Regions from separate parts of the Pan troglodytes genome. Here region 2 is linked to region 1. Evidence: chromatin contacts called from public Hi-C data. All regions are on one chromosome and are shown on one strand. Each heading gives the region's core, a stretch centred on a gene start, on an enhancer-like site or on the middle of the called end of the contact. The rest is flanking DNA. Distances are from core to core; before and after follow the strand shown. Region 1 has its middle 36 kb from the start of CCNE1. Region 2 has its middle 46 kb from the start of CCNE1.

Evidence for each region. Hi-C and Micro-C count contacts between places; a contact is called where the count stands out from the background.
Region 2: a Hi-C map of induced pluripotent stem cells shows a contact between it and region 1, with 1.9 times the contacts expected there. The contact joins two enhancer-like sites. A contact is called at or near these places in 2 of 7 Hi-C or Micro-C datasets (both in induced pluripotent stem cells).

Annotation. Positions count from the first base shown.
Region 1 is chr20:32,871,109-32,878,659 of NHGRI_mPanTro3-v2.0_pri, reverse strand. No RefSeq gene overlaps it. Among named protein-coding and RNA genes, the nearest start is that of CCNE1, 36 kb to the left of the region's middle. Within about 2 kb of position 4,704, at least 1 of the 24 cell types and tissues checked has an H3K27ac peak or open chromatin away from gene starts, as enhancers often do. A contact at or near this core is called in induced pluripotent stem cells, where this site is marked.
Region 2 is chr20:32,952,903-32,960,453 of NHGRI_mPanTro3-v2.0_pri, reverse strand. No RefSeq gene overlaps it. Among named protein-coding and RNA genes, the nearest start is that of CCNE1, 46 kb to the right of the region's middle. Within about 2 kb of position 3,628, at least 1 of the 24 cell types and tissues checked has an H3K27ac peak or open chromatin away from gene starts, as enhancers often do. A contact at or near this core is called in induced pluripotent stem cells, where this site is marked.

The DNA of each region.
Region 1 (7,551 bases), core at 3,455-5,954:
GCCCCCACTGCAGAGTTCTGAGATTCATGGTGGCTCATACCTCCACCCACACCCTCCACCCTGCCCCTCGCAGAACCGGCCGCCTCTGGTCCTTGACATCTGCCCCTGGGGTAGCCTCAGGGGAGTGTGGTGGTTGAGTGCCAGCTGCCATTTCTTCTCCTAATCGGACTAAGGAAGGGCAGCCCCTCCAGAGGTGTTGGAATTTCTCTGTCTAGTATGATAGCAACAGACTTTCTTCTTTTTCTTTTTTTTTTTTTTTTTTGAGACGAAATCTCGCTCTGTCGCCCAGGCTGGAGTGTAGTGGCGCGCTCTCGGCTCACTGCAATCTCCACCTCCTGGATTCAAGCGATTCTCCTGCCTCAGTCTCCTGAGTAGCTGGGATTACAGATGCACTCCACCACGCCCGGCTAATTTTTGTATTTTTATTAGAGATGGGGTTTCGCCATGTTGGTCAGGCTGGTCTCGAACTCCCGACCTCAGGTGATCCACCCATCTTGGCCTCCCAAAGTGCTGGGATTACAGGCGTGAGCCACCACTCCCAGCTCTTTTTTTTTTTTTTCTTTTTCTTTTTAGATGGAGTCTCACTCTGTCGCCCAGGCTCAGCTCACTGCAACCTCCACCTCCTAAATTCAAGTGATTCTCCTGCCTTAGCTTCCTGAGTAGGTGGAATTACAGGCCTGAGCCACCATGCCTGGCTAATTTTCTGTATGTTTAGTAGAGAAGGGATTTCACCATGTTGGCCAGGGTGGTCTGGAACTCCTGACCTCAGGCTATACGCCTGCCTCAGCCTCCCAAAGTGCTGGGATTACAGGCGTGAGCCACTGCACCCGGCCATAGCAGACTCTTTAAGACAGGGGAAGCTGGAACTTATTCTGGTATGAGACCCATGTTCCTCAAGACCCATTCAGAGACAAACAAGAGAAACATGAATCAACCAGCTCAAGTGCAACCGAAATAACATTAGGCAGTGATTGGTTCTTGCTATCAGCAAGTCCAGGGACTTCAGGCCTGGCTGGATCCAGGGGCTTAAATAGTATTGACAGGTCCTTTCTTGGTCTCTGTTCTCCTCTGCTGTGGCTTCCTTCTCTGGCAGGTGGTCCCTGAGTGGTGGTAGAGATGCCATCAGCCACTGCAGACTTAACCTCCTGCCAGCTAAGGAGAGTCCTTTGCTCAAATGGGATCCTCTGTGGAAGTTGAGGAGGTAAAGCAGGCCCAGGGGAGCTGCTTTGGCTGGGACTGGGGGAAGCCCCTCTGCTCACTGGCTTCTCCTCCTTGGACTCACCAGTTGGCCCCTGAAAAAAGCAGTGGAAACCTGGAGCTCACCCCTATGGTCCCTGTTTCCCCCACTGCAGCATTCCAGCTGCCTGTTCTAGCACCCACAGTGACCCCGCAGAGCTTTCTCAGCTGTGATGAGGGCCTGGGCCAGGGCAGACCCACTGCACTTGCGGCATCCAGGGAGGCCCTGCCTGGAGTGGTCCTAGAAGCAAGACACACTCCTGCCTCACCCGGGACCAGGATTCCTCCAAGGCCCACACACCCCCATAGCAGAGGGGTTCACTTCATGCACCTCCCGATAAAGCACACACCCAGAGCTTCCATCCCACTTCCACTCTTAGATCCAAGAAACCACAGTGCTCTCTCAAGCAAGACCAGCTTACTCCTCAAGTATGGAGGCTCTGGGGACAGATGGCTGGAGTTGCTAGCTGTGTGACACTGGACACATTTCTTAACCTCTCTGTGCCTCAATATCCTTGGCTGTGCAGTGGGAGACATAATACCAGGGCTCTTGTGGGGACTAACTAAGGAACGTGGAGGGCATCTAGCGTGTAGCAGATGCTCCTGACATGTTAACGACGATCATCCTGGGCACAGCTGATCCTGAAGTCATGCCAGTCTGGGTTTTGGTTGCAGGTGACAGGAACTAACTCCAGCCATCTCAAACAAAAAGGGCTTCCCATTGGAAAGAGCCCAGAGGAATCTTCCCAGGAATTCCCAGGGCCTGTGGTCAGCCCTCATCTCAACAAGGGGCTCACACTAAAATATGTTCCGGCTTTCCCTTTGCAAGAGCTGGACTGGCGCGGGCTTGGGCTTGATCAGGCAAGGGCTGGCTGAGCTGCAGAGTGAGGACCTCTGAGATCTGTCCTGGAGCTGACTGAGGCAACTGGGGGGTGGGGGTTTGGGGCTGCCCCTGATGCTTCTGAGACAGGGACACCTTGCAGCCAAGGGGTACTCAGCCTCTCTGTTCTCTGTTTTGCCTCCAGGAGGGAGTGGCTGGAGCCGTGCTCTGGGTCACAGGGACATTAGTGGTGCCCTCGCTGTAGGTGCCCGAGGTGCTGAGTCCAGGGCCTTCCAGTGCCAGCTTCAAGCGATGGCCCTGCCACATGCCTCTGTGTGAGCTCACACAGGTCACTTTCCTCTCTGAGCCTCAAGAGTTATGATAAACCAGAGAAACCCAACCCCCCAGGAGAGGTTCCTTTCCTCCTGGCATCTCTGGCTTAAGACCTGCAGCCCTGGAAGCAGGCATCAGATTGGCTGGGCCCTGCTCTTACCCCCGCCATGTGGTAGACCAAGCAGTGGCAGAGTCAGGTTGGAGGCCACCCTGGTCTTTGTCGTGTGAAAGGGCAGTGAGAGGGAGTCAAGGGGGATCGCCCTCCTGCCAAGACTCTACCCATCAGGAAATTCCCCAAAAAGGATGCTTCTCAGGATGGAGGCAGGGGCTGGAGACCCAATATCACACATGTGCAATCTAGGCTGTTTGATTTTAAAGTCCTTTTTAAAAATTTTCTTTTGAGACAGAGTCTCACTCTGTCACCCACGCTGGAGGGCAGTGGTGCATTTCAAGGCTCACTGCAGCCTCCACCTCTGAGGTTCTAGTGATTCTCTTGTCTCAGCCTCTCGAGTAGCTGGGATTACAGGTGCACACCACCACATCCGGATAAATTTCGTATTTTTACTAGAGACAGGGTTTCACCTTTTTGGCCAGGCTAGTCTCGAACTTCTGACCTCAGGTGATCCACGCACCTCAGTCTCCCAAAGTGCTGAGATTACAGGCATGACCCACCGCGCCCAGCCTAAAAGTCACTTTTTCATCACTTTTTCATCCACTGATGTCACCACTGATGTCAGCTTAGGCTGACATCAATGTGGTGAGGTGCAGAGGGTATGGGCCAGGGGCTTTAAGGCTTGGGTCTTCAGGGGGTGGCCAGGGGTTCTTGCTTTGGCCCTTCCCAAGATTTCCATCTGTGAAATGTGTCTGTTCGGCCCAGCCTTCAGGGCAGTAGGATGGTCTGAAATTCTAGTGTTCATCAGGGTTTACGCTGTCTATCCTGTTTGTTTATTTTTGAGACGGAGTCACTCTGTCGCTCAGGCTGGAGTGAAGTGGCACGATCTCGGCTCACTGCAACCTCCGCCTCCTGCGTTCAAGTGATTCTCCTGCCTCAGCCTCCCAAGCAGGTGAGATTACAGGCGCCCACCACCATACCCGGCTAATTTTTGTATTTTTACTAGAGGCAGGATTTCACCATTTTGGCCAGGCTGGTCTTGAACTCCTGACCTCAGGTGATCCGCCTGCCTCGGCCTCCCAAAGTGCTGGGATTATAGGCGTGAGCCACCACACCCAGCCTATTTATTTATTTGTTTAGAGACAGGGTCTCACTCTATGGCTCAGGCTAGAGTACAGTTGCACGATCATACCTCACTGCAGCCTCAGACTTCTGGGCTCAAGCGATGCTCCACCTCGGCCTCACAACGTGCTAGGATTACAGGAGTGAGCCACCGTGCCCAGCCATACCTGGTGTTCTGGCCATGTCCCTACCCCCAACACTGAGCTTCAGGTTCCTTGGCCCTGGACAGAGGCCCAGTGAATAAGAGAGGGACAAGGCCAGCAGCAGGCCTGCCACCAAGGAGCCGGACAGTGCCCACCTTTCTCCTGGAACGTTAGACCCGGGGGAGATGGTGCTGAGGCTGGTTTCTTCCCCAAACTGCCTTCTCCTTTCCATCTGCAAAATGGGAATAAGACACCTGTCATCAGCCATTGTGATGCCACCGGGATCTCACGGCATGGCTCTGAGAGTCATTGAAAAGGGCACCAAGCTCAGCAAAGGTGTTATTACTATTATTATTGACCATAAAATACTTGACAAATGATTGCAGAGTCTGCCAGAGAGGAGTCTGCCTGTCTGGGGGAGATTTTAGGGCTGCTTTAAGAGTCTTTTGGAAGCACAAACCCCAGCAGAGGGAGCCGGCTCCATGGAAGCCTTCAGGAGCAGAGAGGCCCGGGGCTGGGAAGTCTTTGATTACCTTACATCTGTTTTTATGGAAACTTCTGGGAGCAGCCAAGGGGAAACGGAACTGTAAACAGCACAGCCGGCGTGGCCTCCCTACCAGATTGTTAATGGGGAATCGCCCGCGTGGCTCCCCTTGCTGGCGAGGGTTTGGCCCCTGGTCTGCAGCAGGAGTGATTAAACGATATGAGCACACAGAGAGCAAACCCAGCCACAGAAGACGAATCAGGGTTTTATGCCCCTCGGTTCTGCGCAGTAAAAGAAAATACCCCTGTTAAGTGCGAATTAATTGGCTCCTGTAATTGGCGCGTGGCGCTGCCTCTGGCCTCTTTGTGGGCTAGGGATGAGGGGATCGGAGGCCTGTCCATTGGGCTGCAGAGTCCCCACAGGCTGCAGGGCCTGGGAGCAGGGCCTCAGCTGCTGATGAATTGCTTCCTGTTGCTCTGGGAGGTGCCTGCTTGGAGGAGTGCTCGCTCCTGAGCGTGCAGCAGGCTTGCAGAGCTGGCTGCTGGCTCTCAACCTCTCACCTGTCAGCTGGGGGCAGTCACCCTTGTTCCATTTGTGTCTTGTTGCTGCTGGAGGCTGGATCCCAGTGAAGCACTGTGGGGTGTACACACACACACACACACACACACACACACACACACACACACACACAATTCAGCCCAGAGAGGAGGCGCCATGTCTTCCCAGTCCAGTGTTGATATCCTGGTCAGGCCACTACACACAGTTGTGCATGTTGTGCACTGCACAAGAGCATCTGGCCATAACCCATTCTGTGCTCCATTTACCATGCTGTGTACCTTTTGGGGACTGTAGCAGGCCAGAAGGGCACCTTTTCCTGAGGACACCTTGCCAGCTGGCAGGGACATGGTTCTGGTGTTCTGAACCCCAGAGCACACTCCCCACACAGCAGCCACACTCTGTTACACCCCCTACCCAAAAGCACCGCAGGGCCTGTGTCTGCACCATTCCTTCTCGCTATGGTGCTCCTCTCTCTCTGTGCACGCAGGTGGTGCCCATTCTTCAAAGCCCATGCAAATGCCACCTCCCCAAGCCCTTCCTCTTGAGGCTGCAGTGAACTCCTAAGCTCGGCCTGGGACCCCCACCGTCCTTCTGGAAACAGCACCCCCCACACATATGGATGCCTGGGGAAGCCGCCCCTCCCTCACTTCAGCCACATGGGTCAGGCAGAGGCCATGATCATTTAAACTGTCTCACCCTGCCCCTGAGACAGTCACTTGGTCCCAGAGGGCACCCGATGGAACAAGAGACTTGACTTTTTTTTTTTTGTGAGAAATAAGGGTATGAATGCCTCGGGGGACCTTGCTTCCTTCCTATTCCAGGAGGCCAGCCTTGGACAATTGAGGACTTGCAAAGGTGAGGCAGTCCTAGTCCCTCAGGCTGGTCCCTTCTGCAAGACCCTGTCATTAGACACATACCTGAGTTAAGCATCACCGTCTCAGTGAGCGGGGCTTATCTGAGGACAGGGACTGCCTGAGGGTCCAGAGAGAGGATGCGTCAGAAGATGTGAAAGAGGGTGACCATAGAATCCCAGCGCCCCCTCCAACCCAGGCAGCCCAGGGCAACCCCCAGCTTTCCCTCCTGCCCCGTGGATGTGCACAGCACGGCACCCATTGGAAACAGCACACCCCTGCAAGGGCCGGGCTGGAGCCGGGCCTGTGGGGCAGGGGCTGTCTGGGCTGCAGGCCCTCAAGCTGTCTGAGCTCTCTGGCGCTACAGGGGGTGCTTCTGAGGCTTCTGACGCTTCTCAGAGCCACAGGAAGATGGGATGATATCCACCCTCTCCCTGATCTGCATGTGGGGCTGCCCTGTGACACCCATCCGCCCCATGGGAGCTGAATGGAATGCACTGTTGGAAATTACAGGCTGTGTGATACTTGAAAAATGTCCAGTAGTAGGCCGGGTGCGGTGGCTCACGCCTGCAATCCCAGCACTTTGGGAGGCCGAGACGGGTGGATCACGAGGTCAGGAGATCGAGACCATCCTGGCTAACATGGTGAAACCCCATCTCTATTAAAAATACAAAAAAAAAAATGAGCCGGCTGTGGTGGTGGGCGCCTGTAGTCCCAGCTACTCGGGAGGCTGAGGCAGGAGAATGGCGTGAACCTGGGAGGCGGAGCTTGCAGTGAGCCGAGATCGCTCCACTGCACTCTAGCCTGGGCGACAGAGCGAGACTCCAACTCAAAAAAAAAAAAAAAAGAAAAGAAGAAAAAAAGAAAAATGTCCAGTAGTATCTACAATGTAGCAGATGTCTCCACGGGCTTCTCCATGCAGTCTGGGCAGCATTGCAAGAGGTCCTCAGCCTCTCTGTTCACCGATCCATTTCCGGGAGGGAGTGGCTGGAGCCGTGCTCTGGGTCACATGGACCTTGGGGATGCCCTCACTGTAGGTGCCCGAGGTGCTGAGCCCAGGGCCCTCCAGTGCCAGGTTCAAGCGATGGTCCTGCCACATGCCTCTGCATGAGCTCATGCAGGTCACTTTCCTCTCTGAGCCCCGAGGTCCCCATGACAATGGTGCAAAAGAGCTAATGTGGGAGAGTGCCAGCCCCCAGCACATACCTGTCCCTCCTTCAGGTGTGTGAAGCCATTCTCGCAGCTTTCAGGCCATTCATGGCCAGACAAGCCCTCTTCCAACAAAGTGCCCCGAGTGCAGGGAAGTGGAGGCCCGAGTAACTGGGCAGGTGGCCCCTCCTGGGTGAAGTCAGCTGCCCTGACGCCGGGCACCCACCCCTTTTCTCAGAGCCACAGGAAGATGGGGGTGATATCCACCCTCTCCCTGATCTGCGTGTGGAGCTGCCCTGTGACACTCATCCGTCCCATGGGAGCTGAATGGAGTGCACTGTTGGAAATTGTAGGCTGTGTGATACTTGAAAAGTATCCAATAGTATCTACAATGTAGCAGATGTCTCCATGGCCTCACACAGGAGTAGTGCAGCAGGAGTGCAAGGTGTGCTTAGCAAGGCTGCCTGGGCGCGGTGGCTCGTGCCTGTTATGCCAGCACTTTGAGAGGCCAAGGTAGGAGGATCACTTGAGCCCAGGAGTTTGAGACCAGTCTGAGCAGCATAGCAAGATCCTATCTCTTAAAAAATGTAATAATAATAAACAGTAGGCTCGGCACAGTGGCTCACTCCTGTAATCTCAGCACTTTAGGAGGCTGAGGCGGGTGGATCACTTGAGGCCAGGAGTTCGAGACTAGCCTGGCCAACACGGCAAAACCCCGTCTCTGCTAAAAATACAAAAATTAG
Region 2 (7,551 bases), core at 2,379-4,878, 83 kb before region 1:
AAAAGCAAAGCCCAGGAAGAGGTGGGGTGTGGTGAGGCATGGTGGGGGGAGAGGAAGAGGGAGAGAGAGATGGTGATGTCACCAGAGCCCCAGGATTCAGCAGTTCCAGAAGCACGCTGACCTCATCAGCAGGATAGCAGGTGTCAGAGGGACCCATCCTTCCAGGCTCAGATCCTCCCTTCATTCTGAAGAGCCGAGGACATATTCAAGGAAACCTAAACATACCTTGCTGCCAGGCGTGGTGGCTCACGCCAGTAATCTCAGTACTTTTGGAGGCCGAGGTGGGCAGATCACGAGGTCAGGAGTTTGAGAGCAGCCTGGCCAATATGGTGAAATCCTATCTCTACTAAAAATACAAAAATTAGCTGGGCATGGTGGCGCACACCTGTAGTCCCAGCTACTCAGGAGACTGAGGCAGGAGAATTGCTTGAACCCGGGAGGAGGAGGTTGCAGTGAGCTGAGATGGCGCCACTGCACTCCAGCCTAGACGACAGAGCAAGACTGTCTCCAAAAACAAAAACAAAACCAAAAAAACTTACTGGTAGGAATATGAGCTATGAGCTATTAGATATTAGATTGGTGCAAAAGTAATTGTGGTTTTGGCTGAAAAGTAAATGCACAAAGATTTTGCACTAATCTAACACAAGTATTATTTACAGTTAAATAATTAAAAGTCATTTTATTTGCACATAAGCTACATGACTATAATGGTGGAGTATGTATTGGTCAGGGCACTTTTGGATACAAGTGATAGAAAACTGATTTCCATTGGCTTAAAGACATAGGGCACTTATTGGTTCACCTGCCCTCCCACAGAAAGATCAGGGTAGGCCCATCTTCAGGAACAGCTGGATGCAGAGATTGGGATGCCATGGGACCATCTCCGGGAATATAGTAAGATCCCGTCTGTATAAAAAAAATTAGCCGGGCACAGTGGTGCTTGCCTATAGTCCCAGCTACTCAGGAGGCTGAGGCAAGAGTATCACTGGAGCCCAGGAGGTTGACGCAGCAGTGAGCCATGACTGTGCCACTGCATTCCAGCCTGGGTGACAGAGCAAGGCCAGCTCAAAAAAGTCTTCCCACCTTTAACTCCAGTTACAAAAATCCTGGAGAAGAATTCTGATTGGTCCAGACTGGGTCACATGTTCACCCCTGTTGTCAAGGCCTGAATCTGTCATCAGAGGCAGGAAGAGTGGTATCACACTGCCTCCAGGGGAACCCAGCAGCCAGTCTCGATTGTGTCTACTTGGGGAGGAAAGAGAAAGAGGAGAGGAAAGGGTGGCCATGGGGGAACTCTATCTCCAGCATAGCAAACCTGGAGTCTAATCAAACAACTGTGGTGGGGTGCAGTTGGTCACACCTGTAATCCCAGCACTTTGGGAGGCCGAGGCAGGCGGATCACTTGAGGCCAGAAGTTGGAGACCAGCCTGGGCAACATGGTGAAACCCCATCTCTACTAAAAATACAAAAATTAGCCAGGCATGGTGGCACGCGCCTGTAATCCCAGCTACTCGGGAGGCTGAGGCAGGAGAATCGCTTGAGCCCAGGACGCAGAGGTTGCAGTGGACCGAGATCGCACCACTGCAATCCAGCCTAGGCAGCAGAGAGAGACCCTGACTCAAAAACAAACAAAACAAAACAAAACAAAAGCAAACAAGCAACTTTGCCTAGGACATGAGATGCCCTGAGTCTCGGAATGTGGTATCGGATGGATGGGTACAGTGACTCACACCTGTAATCCCAGTGCTTTGGGAGACCGAGGCAGGCGGATTGCCTGAGTGCAGGAGTTTGAAACCAGCCTGGGCAAATTGAAACCAGCCTGGGCAATATAGTGAGATTTTGTCTCTGAAAAAAAACGAATTGGGTACCAGAATGGGTATGTTTCCCACCAGGCAGGGGCACCGATAGCACTGTCAGGATGAGGATGGGGACTCGGAGGGAAGCTGGCCTGCCTTGGAATTATGCAGAGTGGAGGCTCACAGTGGCTTTGATGGTGCTTGATTAAATATTTGGCCCATTTAGTTAATTAAATATTTAAATGTTAAATACAGAATCAGATGTTACTTAGTGGACATTACTTCTCAACAGCCATGAGTCATTCAACAGCCCTCTGAATGGGGCCTCTGCAGCCTCAGCCTCCCCTCCCCTACAGGAAGGACTCCAGGAGACACCTGGGGAGTGTAATTAATTAATTACCAATTGAGGTTACACTAGGCTGTGCTGTTTCAGAACACCATGTGTTGGCCGGGCAAGGTGGCTTACCCCTGTAATCCCAGCACTTTGGGAGGCCGATGCAGGCGAATCGCCTGGGGTCAAGAGCTCGAGACCAGCCTGGCCAACATGGTGAAACCCTATCTCTACTAAAAATACAGAAATTAGCCAGGCTTGGTGGCACACATCTGTAATCTGTAATCCTAGCTACTCGGGAGGCTGAAGCAGGAGAATTGCTTGAACCCAGGACGTGGAGATTGCAGTGAGCTGAGATCGCACCACTGCACTCCAGCCTGGGCAACAGAATGAGACTTATCTCAAAAAAAAAAAAAAAGAATGTCACAAGTCACTCAGGGGAGCCTCTCCTGCTGGGTCCCAGGGCCAGTTCACAGGCAGGTGGAAGAGGCAAGAGCCCATTTCCTGGGTAGCAAAATCTACCTCAAACCTACATACGCGCACCTGCCGCCTCCTCTGTCTAAAACAGCCCCATGCCCCACATCTCCCCATTGCAGACTGCTTCCTTGTTTTCAGGCCATGTCCCCTCCCCTCGACCTGCCATCTTCCCAGGGGTGTTGGGGGCTCCCTGGCAGCCACAAGGGAACATGCCACCCCTGTGTGGGGAAGGGCTCCCTGCAAATGGCCAAAGTGTGGTGACCTTCAGCTCCTTTTTGTTTAGTGCTCCGGGACCCTGGGAGGCTCCCTTCCCCACCAAAGCCCCGGGAGCTCGGGAGGGTGGGGTTCCTGGACAGCTTCTCCTGAGGACTGCAAGGTAGGTCGGCTGCCTGCCGAGCCTCGGGCCCGAGGACTTGCAGCTCTTTCCTGGCCAGCGCGGTAGGAGGCCCAGGTGTGTGAGTGACAGCGGGTGAGGGGCGATGAGAGGCTAGGCAGTTTGCAGCCATGGCGATCCTTCCGGAGGCCAACTCTGATGGGTTAGAATGGGCTGAGGGCTCCTTACTGCCCTCAAGATAATGTCTAGACTCAGGCTGCCCTGGTCCTGCTGCTCCCACAGTGCCAAGCATTACCTGGCCTCCCTAGTCCCTCTCCCAAGCCCAACAGTCTGCATTCTAGCCACATCAGCCTCCTGCCAGTTCCTGAAAGCACAGGGTCTGGATTCTCTGGATTTGGGCATATTCCGTTCCCTCTGCCTGAAATCCTTTATTGTCCTGCAGGTCTCACTTAAGATGTCAGCTCCTCCAGGAAGCCCACCTTCCTTTAGCATGGAGCCAAGGATGGGAAGGGGTAGGCAGGCAGTCCCAGGCAGGGGCAGCTGGATGGCCACTAGGCTGCCTCATCCAGCTTCTCAGAATGGCCCAGGGCCTGGAAGCCAGGAGCTGTCTCCAGCCACCTGGGACTCTGTGGTATGTGGACTGGGGGGACGGGCACCCCGGGGGTGGAGGAAGGAGGGTGGCCAGGTGGAAGGCTCAGAACTGCCACCTGCTGGCCACTGAGAGGCGTGGCCTGGAGAGCTCTGGAAGCCGCCGACCTGAGGGATCTCCCAGCCTCTCCCCATTCCCACCTGGACTTCCGGCCGCGCATGGGAAAGGGAAGCCTGGCCACTCCAAAGTTGCCGAAATATTCTTTGACGAGTCAGAAAAAAAATGCCAAAACAAGGTTACAAAAACCATAGCTGGCTGGGCGCGGTAGCTCACACCTGTAATTCCGGCACTTTGGGAGGTCGAGGCAGGAGAATCACTTGAGCACTGGAGATCAAAACCATCGTGAGCAACATAGAGAGATCCCTATCTCTACAAATAATTTAAAAATTAGCCAGGGCCGGGCACAGTGGCTCAGGCCGGAACAGTGGTTCACACCTGTAATTCCAGCACTTTGGGAGGCCGAGGCAGGCAGATCACTTGAGGCCAGGAGTTTGACACCAGCCTGGCCAACATGGTGAAACCCTGTCTCTACTAAAAATACAAAAATTAGCTGGGTGTGGTGCATGCCTGTAATCCCAGCTACTCGGGAGACTGAGGCACGATAATTGCTTGAACCAGGGAGTCGTAGGTTGCAGTGAGCCGAGATCATGCCACTGCACTCTAGCCTGGGCAACAGAGCAACACTCTGTCTCAAAAAAAAAAAAAAAAAAAAAATCAGCCTGGCATTGTGGTGCACACCTGTGGTCATGACCACTCAGGAGGCAGAGGTGGGAGGATTGCTTGGGCTCAGGAGGTTGAGGCTGCAGTGAGCTATGATTGCACCACTGCACTCTAACCTGGGTGACAAAGCAAGACCCTGTGTCAAACACAAAAACAAAATACAAAAGAAAACAAAAATAACCGTAGCCTATTTAAAACGAGCAATTTAACGCTTTTTACACCAAATTATATACAACATAATGCAATTACATTTTTTACAAGATAACTGGAGTTTTTAACCTATAAAAATACTTGGTCGTGGAGCACCACAGGTGCTCTGGGAAGGAGTCACACCACTAAAGTTGTTAAGTAAGCTTAACAACTTAACAAGGGCATGGTGGCTCATGCCTGTAATCTCAGCACTTTGGGAGGCCAAGGCGGGTGGATCACTTGAGGTCAGGAGTTCGGAACCAGCCTGGCCAACATAGTGAAACCCCGTCTCTACTAAAAATACAAAAAATTAGCTGGGCGTGGTGGCGGGCGCCTGTAATACAAGCTATTCAGGAGGCTGAGGCAGGAATCACTTGAACCTGGGAGGCAGAGGTTGCAGTGAGCCAAGATTGAGCCATTGCACTCCAGCCTGGGCGACAAGAGCAAAACTCCATCTCAAAGAAAAGTAAATAGATAAATAAATAAATAATAAAGTTGTTGAATGGATGTGAGCCTCTCTCCCTCCCCTCTCTGACTCTGTGTAACCTCATTTGGAGAGGATAGTTCCTCTGGGACCCTGAGGCCTGGATCAAGTGGCCCACATGCTCCTTGTATGGATAAGGAAACTGAGGCCTGGAGCAGGAAAGAGGCTAGCCCAAATGGGCCCTTGCAAACCAGGCTGTCCCCTCTCCCTGCAGTTCCTTCCCTCCAGGCTCTGAGGAGCTCTGCACCCTTCTCTGAGCCACCAGCTCTGGCAGGAGCCTGGCCTCCCAGGCTTCAGGGACCGGCCACGGGCCCCCCTCCCTGAGCCGCCCCTTCATCCAGCATCCTCTGCCTGACTTCCCTGCCCTTTATAAATATGCATTGGGCCAGAGAGATAGGGGGCCTCTTTTTGAGGAAAAATTAACCACAATGACAAACTTAGATATTCATGCAAACCATCAGCCTGTTACACTGATTATGCAGAATGCAAACTGTGAGTATCTGAGTGACTGAGCGGGCTCATTAAAGGCGCCGTCGGGCAGCAGGGGTGCTCCCGGCCTAGCCCACCTTCCCACCGCCTTTGTACTCTCTGCTCAGCCCCGGTGCAGGCCACCGGGCTACTTCCCTCACACAGCACCCGTTTCTGACGCAGGGACCCCTCCACGCTCTATTTTAAAGGATTAATTAACCTTGTAAGATTGGCGGGGAGAGCTCCACCTGGCTATCTGCTGCATGAAAGCATCCGCTCACTAGAGTATTTTAAGCTCACAGTGCAGACCATATGGTATTTCAAAGAACAGAAGTTGAAAGTACAGTACATATTTATTCCTTCCACAGAGAGCATTAGAGGGGTTTAAGTATTTTATGAAAGCCTGTATGTGCGGGCATGTGTATGTGCGCGTGCGCGCGCGTGTGTGCATGTGTGTGAAGCCAGCAGAAATATACTCCACTCAGAGAAAAAATAAATTACACAGATTTATTTTCATCTCTCTGCCAACCCACCCCATAGCAACAGTGAAAACTTGGTCTATGTAAACTCGAGAAAACAAGAAATATTTTATCAAGTCGTCTCAACTCATGGCTATTGCCAATTCCCCTCTTTCTGGAAACACAAGCAGTCTCCTCATGTCAGTTTTGCAGGCAGAGGGGAGGGAGTGGGGGGCAGGTGTCAGATGAGAGGGGTCAGGCCACGTGGGAAGCCCCAGGCCTGCTTCCCAGGCAGGAAGTGCAGACCCTGTGCCATCGGCTTGGGAAAGACCCTTCCTCTCTCTAAGCTCAGTTCCCTGTCTGGAACAACATGATCTCTTGGGATAAAATAACTAGATACAAAAGGTAAAGGAAGTGCCTGGCACAGGGCAAGCAACACTCGTGAATCCTGGATCCGGAACTTTGAGAAAAACTTATGTTGTGGAAGTCTGTTGATTTCATCCTCCCAGCATGCATCTCCCTTATCTTGGTAACAGTCCCGCCCTCATCCTTGGGGAAGCCCCCTTCTGTCCAGGTGATTGGGATGGAGTTACCTCTGGCCCTGACTTTAGGGGTGGCCATGACCAGGGCTGGCCAATCAGGGCCCTTCATCTCCCCAGCCTCCAGGACTGGCTCAGGGATGGTCACATGACCGAAGACAGACTAATGAGGCTCAGCCCTGAGACTTTTGCTGGAATTCCTGGGAAAGAGGCTTTCTCCCAGCAGCCTTGCTAGGCTGGGACCTTAGAGCTTACTGCTAAGCTAGACTTGGGGAAAAAAAAAAAAAAAAAACTAGTGATAGAAGAATCTAGGGTAGATGTAGATTCTGTCTAATGGACAACTCCCCTCTCCTAAGCAGGGACAGGAACTGAAGTTCTAAAAACAAATAAAAATATTAAAGGAAGAAATAAGGTAGAGTAAGGGAAGCTGATCAGGTTCAGCTGCCCAAGGGCCTGACTGTCCTCTCCTGAAAAAGCCACAGGTCTGATCGAATCTGGACAGGAAAGAGCTCTGGGGAATGTCTGGCTGCCCCACCCTTCAACAGCTCCGGCTCTGCCCCAAAACTCCTCTGACAGAGACCTGGGACCTGAGAGAGGCAGGGCCTCAGAAGCGGTGGAGGGGCGCCTACAGCCTTGGAAGGCATCTCCAGCCCTGGACTTCCACCCCTTTTTCACAGGGAGAGACTCTTGTCAGGGCAGAAGTTTGTGGCCTCAGAAGTTCGTAAAAAGCACTTAGTGTAAGTGTGAGAGCGAGAACAGACTTTGAAATCTTCTAGACCTCCCCCAACCCCACCATTCTATGCATGAAAAAACTCAGTACCTGGAAGATATAACTACTTTTCATCCAGCCTCTCCCCGATCCCACATCCACCATCTTCAAGGTTTTTCCTTCCTATATGCAGGAGGGAAGATATTTTCAGGCCACAAGATGTAGATGGGAAAATGCACTTTTCTCTACCATTCTATAACCGAAAATTTTACACGATGGCCGAAGAGTCAATCTAGTCAGATGGTGGTTTTCTCAGAAACTTCGAGCTTTGTTCAGTCATTTCAGATTTAAATTCAGCCAGTTTAGATTTTCCTCCCCACCCTCTTCCTCCTTCTGA